Linked DNA regions of Zea mays: all the other regions are linked to region 1. A link is a contact called in public Hi-C data. All regions are on one chromosome and are shown on one strand. The core of a region is the stretch at or near the end of the contact, and the rest is flanking DNA. Distances in the headings are between cores, read along the strand shown. Region 1 holds the start of LOC100193491. Region 2 has its middle 160 kb from the start of LOC103650294. Region 3 holds the start of LOC542562 (glycine-rich RNA binding protein).

Evidence for each region. A called contact is a pair of places that touch in the nucleus more often than the background predicts.
Region 2: a Hi-C map of bundle sheath shows a contact between it and region 1, with 2.5 times the contacts expected there. The contact joins the enhancer-like site here to the promoter of LOC100193491 in region 1. A contact is called at or near these places in 4 of 25 Hi-C or Micro-C datasets (bundle sheath, ear, endosperm and 1 more).
Region 3: a Hi-C map of endosperm shows a contact between it and region 1, with 3 times the contacts expected there. The contact joins the promoter of LOC542562 here to the promoter of LOC100193491 in region 1. A contact is called at or near these places in 5 of 25 Hi-C or Micro-C datasets (bundle sheath, ear, endosperm and 2 more).

The regions. Positions count from the first base shown.
Region 1 is chr3:108,964,720-108,967,529 of Zm-B73-REFERENCE-NAM-5.0, reverse strand. LOC100193491 reads right to left here and starts at 1,356. Exons shown (of 9, transcript NM_001138605.2): 1 at 999-1,356; 2 at 1-156. The coding sequence starts at 1,085.
Region 2 is chr3:108,712,094-108,714,903 of Zm-B73-REFERENCE-NAM-5.0, reverse strand. No RefSeq gene overlaps it. Among protein-coding and RNA genes, the nearest start is that of LOC103650294, 160 kb to the left of the region's middle. Within about 2 kb of position 1,378, at least 19 of the 20 cell types and tissues checked have an H3K27ac peak or open chromatin away from gene starts, as enhancers often do. A contact at or near this core is called in bundle sheath, ear, endosperm and 1 more, where this site is marked.
Region 3 is chr3:109,183,278-109,186,087 of Zm-B73-REFERENCE-NAM-5.0, reverse strand. It overlaps LOC542562 (glycine-rich RNA binding protein), which reads left to right and starts at 1,464. Exons shown (of 2, transcript NM_001112102.1): 1 at 1,464-1,648; 2 at 1,744-2,326. The coding sequence starts at 1,535. The coding sequence ends at 2,067.

The sequences.
Region 1 (2,810 bases), core at 107-2,606:
GTATAGATGGAGCACCGAAACAAGAGGGTTCATCTTCATCAATAGCGCAAGTGGCTGCCCAATCCCACCTGCTGCACCCAAGATCGCGACTTTGAAGCCTGGCGCCGCACCTTTTGCACGGCAATTGGATCCCCTCAAGAGGGGAACATCTTCCATCTTCAAAACAAAGCAACATAAGAAAATTTAGCAGATATGAAAAGTAGAGCCCAGAGTGCATTTTTAGTCTGAATAAGGTGGGAACCCATCACCCATCAGTGTGACTAGTTTGGAGAAGATTCTAAAATCCCTAGACAGGTCGTTGGCAACCAATTTAAAAGGTTCCAAAAAGGATGAGGAGGAAGCTTTTGTGTTTGTCACTAGATCCACGTGACGTTCTGTTAAAACCATGTCACATGTGGTTTACAAAGGTAGGTGTCGTCATTCAAGTATCAGAAAGTAAGGAACGAAACCTAGAACTCTAAGAGACTCGATCGGATTCCGGTACTTGACAGAATTGCGCACATTTAGGCGCACAAACTACTTTCCAGGTGCAGTTCAGTAAAATGCGAGAGCGATACTACCACCACGCACAATGCAGTAAATATATGTAGCTGTCCGGTCAACATTTGGCAGTGGATACATTCAGGAACAGGAATTGAATCAGCAATCCCCATACAAAACAATTCGGCCGTTGGTACTGGTAGGCATGCACAACCCGATCCACGATCCAAGACAGTGGTGGCACTGGAAGTTAATATGGTTATACGGCTCCCATCCCATCAGGACCAAAGGAGCCTCCTTTGATGCCAAGGTCCTGCTTTGGGCGAGCCCGCGCTGCGGCGAAGGATCCCCTTGACCTTTGGGGCTCGAATTCACTGGCGTTCGAGTCGAGAGACGGGAGGGCGGGCGGGCGGCGGCGAAGCGAATCCAAGCGAACCGCCGCCGTCCCCTGTTACGGAGGTCGTCGAACTAAACGAGCCGGAAAGGTGGAAGAGGGAGGGGGGAGCGCGGTGTCTGACCTGAGGGTGAGAGACGGAGGGATGGCGCAGGTGGGAGGCGAGCGTGGCCATCCGCCTGGCCGCCGGCCCTTGCTGCTGCTGACCCATGGTTGCGCCCTGGCGTTGCAGAAACAAGAGTTGGAAGGAGAGAGCAGGGAAAGGGGGGTAGGTCGTCGTAGGTATCGTTGCTTGTTATTCCCGCTAGCTTCGCGAGATGGGGACGGAGACGGAGGATGCGTGGACGTTTCCAAGGGAAGGGATAGACGGACCGTTGTGATGGGGTATGGCATTACCCGTATGGGCGTATGGGCAGGACGGCGGCCGGGCACGGAGTGCGAAGGGAAGAGGTGCCATGGGATCACGGCGATGACGATACAAGATGCTACTAGTCTTGGCCCTTCTCGTGAATAGAACAATCCTCTCGTAAAAGGGTGAATGGCGTACGGTACCACTCGAGTGTAGTTGGGCTTCCACAGAGGAACAATCCGATGGATCAAACAATTCCAAGGATCCATCCATATAAATGGGCTCCAATTGGCCCAGCAGGGATGAACCAAGCCGTACTTGCCTAGTGGCACGGCACACCGTCTTGCCTATTGACACTAGTAGTGGCTCATGCTCATTGGATGATGAAATTCAGAGCAGCAGTGAAAGGCGCTCTGCACGCCGGACGTTTGCTGTTCAGGCATATAACAAACCTCTTACTATATTTGATGCTGATGGGGTGGTGCCTTTTCCCTGGTCAAAGATCGATTAACATGTTGAGCTGGAGAGCTAGCTTACTGATTGGCTGGCCTGTGCCTACCCTATAATCCGCGGCGCCTGTCTCATTTCTGTTTCATTGTGCGTTGTTCTGAACATCAGCTAACATATATAAGGAAACACTACTGTAGTGCTATAACAGTAAGCTCCATATAATCATAATGCGTGCGCTGGGCCCTACATCCACAATACTATATTCATACGTGTGCGTATAACAAGCCATATAACTCTCGTTGTGTTTCTTTCTTGTGTCGTGAGTTCATTGCGATTGGTTTGGTCGTCACCGACAGCAACTCGTCAGCTCTCCTATTAGGCGACGCAAAAGGAGCTGCCGGGCATGGCTTACTCTTGTTATACTACTTGAATCACGTTCTTCGCCGCTTATTTTACACTCGGCAAGACGTTGCCAAGTGTTCATTTTACACTTGGCAAGACGTTGTCAAATGTTACACTCAGCAAATAATGCTCGGCAAATAGTTCTTTGTCGAGTATTTTTTTCGGTAGCAAAACATTTTTTAAATTATATGAATAAATTTACATTTTTCATTATTATTTTGAATCAAATTTACATGTTTTGTAATGGTAAGATTCAAACTCGCAACCTCTCTCGCGCGCATACTCTCCTTTACCACTACAAGACTAAATCAATTATGTCTATATTATGTTTTCATTCCTCGTGTACTATAACAAACCGAGAGTAATTTAATTATTTAAGGTACTAAATGAATTAATTTGAAAATGTGACAACTATAAAGTTGCATAACTTTTCAAGATCTACAAGTTTTATTTTGATAGTTTCTACATCCGATGTTGTTTACAAAATTTAAATTTTAAATTTTAAAACTTCACACGAATTTTTCAATGATAAGATGATTTCAAATCAAAAAAGTGTCAATTACAAAGTTTAATTACATTTCAAGACCTACAAATTTTATTTTGGTAGTTTTTCCATCCGAGGTAATTTCAAAAATTCAAATTTTAAAATCCAAACATAGTTTTGCATGACAAGATGATTTCAAACCAAAACATTGTCAACTATAAAGTTTTATAATTCTTCAATACCTACAACTT
Region 2 (2,810 bases), core at 129-2,628, 250 kb after region 1:
GCGTGAAGCTCGGCAACGGCGCGGTGGTGGCCGTGAAGCACGTCACGCGGGGGGTGGCGACGAGCACGGCGCCGTCCGCCGCCATGCTGCGGCCGGCGGCGTCGGTGCGGTGCCGCGAGTTCGACTCGGAGGTGGGGACGCTGAGCGCCATCCGGCACGTGAACGTGGTGAAGCTGCTGTGCAGCATCACCAGCGCGGACGGCGCGGCGAGCCTGCTGGTGTACGAGCACCTCCCCAACGGCAGCCTGTACGAGCGGCTGCACGGGGCGGCGGGGCGGAAGCTGGGCGCGCTCGGGTGGGTGGAGCGGCACGACGTGGCGGTGGGCGCGGCGAGGGGCCTCGAGTACCTCCACCACGGCTGCGACCGCCCCATCCTCCACCGCGACGTCAAGTCCAGCAACATCCTCCTGGACGAGTCGTTCAAGCCCCGGCTCGCCGACTTCGGGCTCGCCAAGATCCTCAGCTCGGCAGGCGGCGGCGGCGGCCACTCGTCCGCCGGCGTCGTGGCCGGCACGCTGGGGTACATGGCGCCGGAGTACGCGTACACGTGCAAGGTGACGGAGAAGAGCGACGTGTACAGCTTCGGCGTGGTGCTGCTGGAGCTGGTGACGGGGCGGCCGGCGGTGGTGGAGAGCCGGGACCTGGTGGACTGGGTGTCGCGGCGGCTGGAGAGCCGGGAGAAGGTGATGTCCCTGGTGGACCCGGGCATCGTGGAAGGGTGGGCCAGGGAGGAGGCAGTCCGCGTGCTGCGCGTCGCCGTGCTGTGCACCAGCCGCACGCCGTCGATGCGGCCGTCCATGCGCTCCGTCGTGCAGATGCTGGAGGACGCGGCCGCCGCGCGCCAGGACGACGACGGGAAGGTCCTGGAGGTGAAGGTGGTCTGAGACCGAATGGCGGCGCCTTAGGCTTTGGCCGTGCCCGGCGGGCGCCGGCGGTGACAGGAGGACGGAAAGGTCACCACGGCCAGTGGCAGTGTCGCACGTGTAACAGTAAGATTAGTAGATTGTTATTTTGCCTGAATAACCGGCCAAGAAATCTTCTTCACCTTCTACAGAAAGGCATTTTTGTAAGCACATGTCAGTCAATGGAGGAGTAGGTTGTTTGGCGTCTATTTCCACGGCAGACAGACCCAACATTCTCTTGGACTCCTCCTGAATCACGTTCCTGACAGGAATGAGCAGCAAGGAAGTTTCGGAATTGGCTTCAGGCATCCCGGCCGGCGTGTGGTTGCGTAAAGAATAATAACGCAGTCGTCGTCGCTGTCGCGGCCGGGGACTGCGTTCACCGGCCCGGGAATTCCTGCCGGAACGAGGCCGTGGTTTAATACAAGGCAGAGACAGGCAGGCATATGCTCAATAAACCACCACCGCCCAAGAGGCCAAGACCCAACGGGTGTACAGTTGCAGGAGGTGTGCCCGCCGGAAGACCCGGGGGGATTGGCCTTATCTGTCTGCCTGCCTGCCTTTCGGACTCCAGCAGAGCACCAATGATAAAGCCATCATCGTCAGTTCATCACACACACTGACACACCCACAAAGACTTCAGGTGAACTAGGAACTTTTACTTTATTCTTAGATTCGATGTAGAGGTTGGCGTTCAATTCACTTTCAATACTCTGCATTTTTTTCTCAAGCAGACTAAAACGGAATGTATATTTCCAGGCAAAAAAAAAACACTGAATGTATCCATGAAAATAATGAGTAAGCGTGGTTGGGACATTGATATACTTTCTATGGAACTACATATGCATCTGTACCTTTTTATAATAATTAAAAAGACTATAAATCCACCTACACTTTCATTTCCTCTATGGTATCTTAGACGTGTTATGTTGGTCACTCGTTTTTTATACATGATGGATATAAGAAATAAGGCAACACAAATAAATTAGTATGTAAGTTCACTTTTCAATTAACTCTTTTCGGAGAAGCTAATGGAGAAACGAAAAAAAGGTTGAGTAAAGGATAATAAGCATGGAATACAAACGACGTGAAGATAAAACAATAAACTCATTTTAATTGAACATTATTTCACTCCATTCTCGATTATGTGCCAAATAATTACAAATATACCTTCGTCTTTTACAAGCAATCACACGAAAGTATCACACCCCGGGCTTTAAGGAACAAAGACGGGTGCATTTCATACATACGTCAAAGAAAACAACACATATAATAATAGTGTGCATAAAGATAGATATCACAATAATCAGAGTACTTATTACATAGCGGAAGACTTACAAAAATAAAAGATAAATATAACATGATCTAAAATCCATCCTTGGCGCCAGAAAGTCAACTAGGAGATGCCACCTAGATCGAATCGAACTACTCATTAAGCTGCTCCTCTTGAACCACCTGTACTTCTCCTTTGGGGGTGTGAGACAGCAAAGGTGAGCTCACACATGTTCATCGCTCAACAAGTTGTGGGGAATAATGTGTATGAACTCACCAAAGGTGGGAGTTCATGTGAAGTGTAAGGCTGATCAATAAAATAAAGGTTGAAGCTGAGCATTGCTTTTATAAGTTGGTCAAAATTTTATTAGCAATTACTAAGTATAAGTAAATACCAAACCATAATAAATAATATAACAAATTAACAAATGATCTCATACAAATGCAAATGACAAATTGAGTTTTAATTCCATAGATTAATCATGTGAGGGTCCGAGCTGCTCATGACCGTGAGCACGGCTAGTATACCAGTTTTACACCCTGCAGAGGTTGCACATCTTTACCCGCAAGTCATGTTACCCATCTGCTAAGGGGTCATGATTCCCATACACCTCTACCGAGGAGGCAAGGCAGGGT
Region 3 (2,810 bases), core at 215-2,714, 220 kb before region 1:
ACACTTTAATTTGATTTTTTTGGAAAACAACTAATAAACCTAAAATCAAAATTTTGAGGTGTTACATTTGTCCTAACCTTTCTAAAGATTGGTGGCATCTAAGGGATGTCAACGAGTTGAAACTCACGGGTATAGAGTTTACAAACCGTACCCTCAAGGTTAATAATAAACCCACACTTGTTACCCCACGACGAGTATAATATGTTACCTGTATCAGCTACCTATGGTGCCACAAACCTATAGATATACCGTGAGCACATAATTACATATTATATATATATATATATATATAATGTAGGTAAGCGGGTACACAGATATAAACTTTTCGTATCCACAAGAAAAATTGTCAAATTAAGAATAAAAAATGCACTTATATTTGAGAATATAGACTCACAATGAAACCGACACCCTATAACTATATTTAGATACTATAATATTTACTCTAACCTATCTCAATATATATAAATTAGATTAAGGAGGTGTTTGAATACACTAGAGTTAATAGTTAGTGGCTAAAATTAGTTGAGACATCCAAACCCCGTAGCTAATAGTTCAGTTATTTTCTATTTTTAGTAAAATAGTTAATAGTTAGGTAGCTATTTATTAGCTAGCTAATTTCACTAATGATTTTTAGCCAACTAGCTATTAGTTTTAAGGGGTGGTTGAATGCACTAGAACTAATAGTTAATTGACTAAAAATTATTAGTGAAATTAGCTAGCTAACTATTAACTAATTTACCAAAAATAATTAATAATTGAACTATTAGATAGGGTGTTTGGATGTCTTAGCTAATTTTAGCTACTAACTATTAGCTCTAGTGCATTCAAACACCTTTAAATATTAGAATATCTAAATAAGGTCTATAGAGTTTTTATCTATATGCATGCGAGTAAATTATGTGAGTGTCTAAATGTACTATAAACCTAATAGTTAGTTGTCTAAAAATTATTAGTGAAATTAGATAGATAATAAATAATTATCTAAATATTAACTAATTTACTAAAAATAGCTAATAACTAAATTATTAGCTAGAGTGTTTCCTTGTCTCAACTAATTTTAGTAACGGACTCTTATATGCATTCAAACACAGTACCGTTGGCATCTCGAGTGGCATCACCATCGCCAAGATGATGCCGTTGCGAGGAATCGCTTTCCGTGCCGTCATCTCGTCCGTTCGTTGTGTTGCGTGGACCCACGTCGTCGCCCAAGCCGGCGCGGGCCTATATGCTGGCAGCCAAGGGCAGAATCGGCATTTCGCATCGCCAGATATTTTCGATGGCCTGGCTTGCGGGCTGCTGCAGCGGCCAAAGATCAGCCATGCTGGGCCCCACCCCCACGCTTCCCATCGGCCTCGTCGCAGTCGGGGCCACCTGCTCCGGGTCCCAACAAGCCGTCCACAGCTGGATCCCCAGCCTCTATTAAAGGCGCGGCGGGGGGAGGCATCGTCCTCTCCGTGCTTTCTCAGAGGTGGGTTGGCTTCTCCTCCCCCACCGGTTCGTGTTCAGGTTCTGGTTCGTGGGCGAGAGGGAAGAGATGGCGGCGTCGGACGTTGAGTACCGTTGCTTCGTTGGCGGCCTCGCCTGGGCCACCGACGACCACTCCCTCAACAACGCCTTCAGCACCTACGGCGAGGTCCTCGAGTCGAAGGTCCGTTCAGTTCCATTCGTCCGTTCGGCGCGCTCGCACCAGATCCGTCCACGTTTCATCCAGATCTGTCTGACCTGCCTTTTCTCCCCCCGCAGATCATCCTGGATCGGGAGACGCAGAGGTCCCGCGGCTTCGGCTTCGTCACCTTCTCCACGGAGGACGCGATGCGCAGCGCCATCGAGGGCATGAACGGCAAGGAGCTCGACGGCCGCAACATCACCGTTAACGAGGCCCAGTCCCGCGGCGGCCGTGGAGGCGGCGGTGGCGGATACGGTGGCGGGCGCCGTGATGGAGGCGGCTACGGCGGTGGCGGTGGAGGCTACGGCGGTGGTCGTGGAGGCTACGGCGGCGGTGGGGGATACGGTGGTGCAAACCGCGGCGGCGGCTACGGCAACAACGACGGGAACTGGAGGAACTGAGCGGTGGGGTCCGCTGAGGCCTAGTTATCTTGTTCGCTTCTGCTACCGTGTTCACCCTAGTCTAGAGGGGGTTTATCTTCGTCTGTGGTCGTCTCGTGTCCGTATGTTTCGTTTCGTGTTCGTTGTTGTTGTTGCCCATCTGTGTTTTTGACCGCAAGCTCGCTCCTCTGATGTTGTTAGTGATGTCTACAATCGTCCAATCCCGAGCCTGCATTGAGCTCCACCGATTATCTTATCTGGCTATACCTACAGTTGTGCATTTGATTCGGACGGGCCTAAACCTGAACACGCCAATGTTAAACATTGTACAAACTACAAGTGCTCCAATAAAGAACACTAAAAGATTCAGGAAACACCTTCAAAGTCAATGGTGGTCTAGGCAACCAAGGATACAAGTGTACATTCGGGCCGTCCGACCTAAGGTCGAAAAGGTCCGGCACGTTTAATTTCGGCCGGGCTGGCCCAGTATTAATTTCGGGCTGTGCGGCCTGAGAATAGTAAAAGCCCGAAATACAAAAATGGCCCGAAATACACATTTGGGCCTGAAATACAAAATTGAGACTAGAATATAGAATCGAGCCCAAAATACACAAAAGCCTAAAATTAGAAATATACAATCAAATATGATCAAACTAACAAAATAGAAGACAAACATTTTTTGACCAAAACAAACTTAATATTATTAGAGCTGTGCAATGGCTGCCTCATTAAAAAACCCTTTGGTCAGAAGGGGAAAAGAGTGC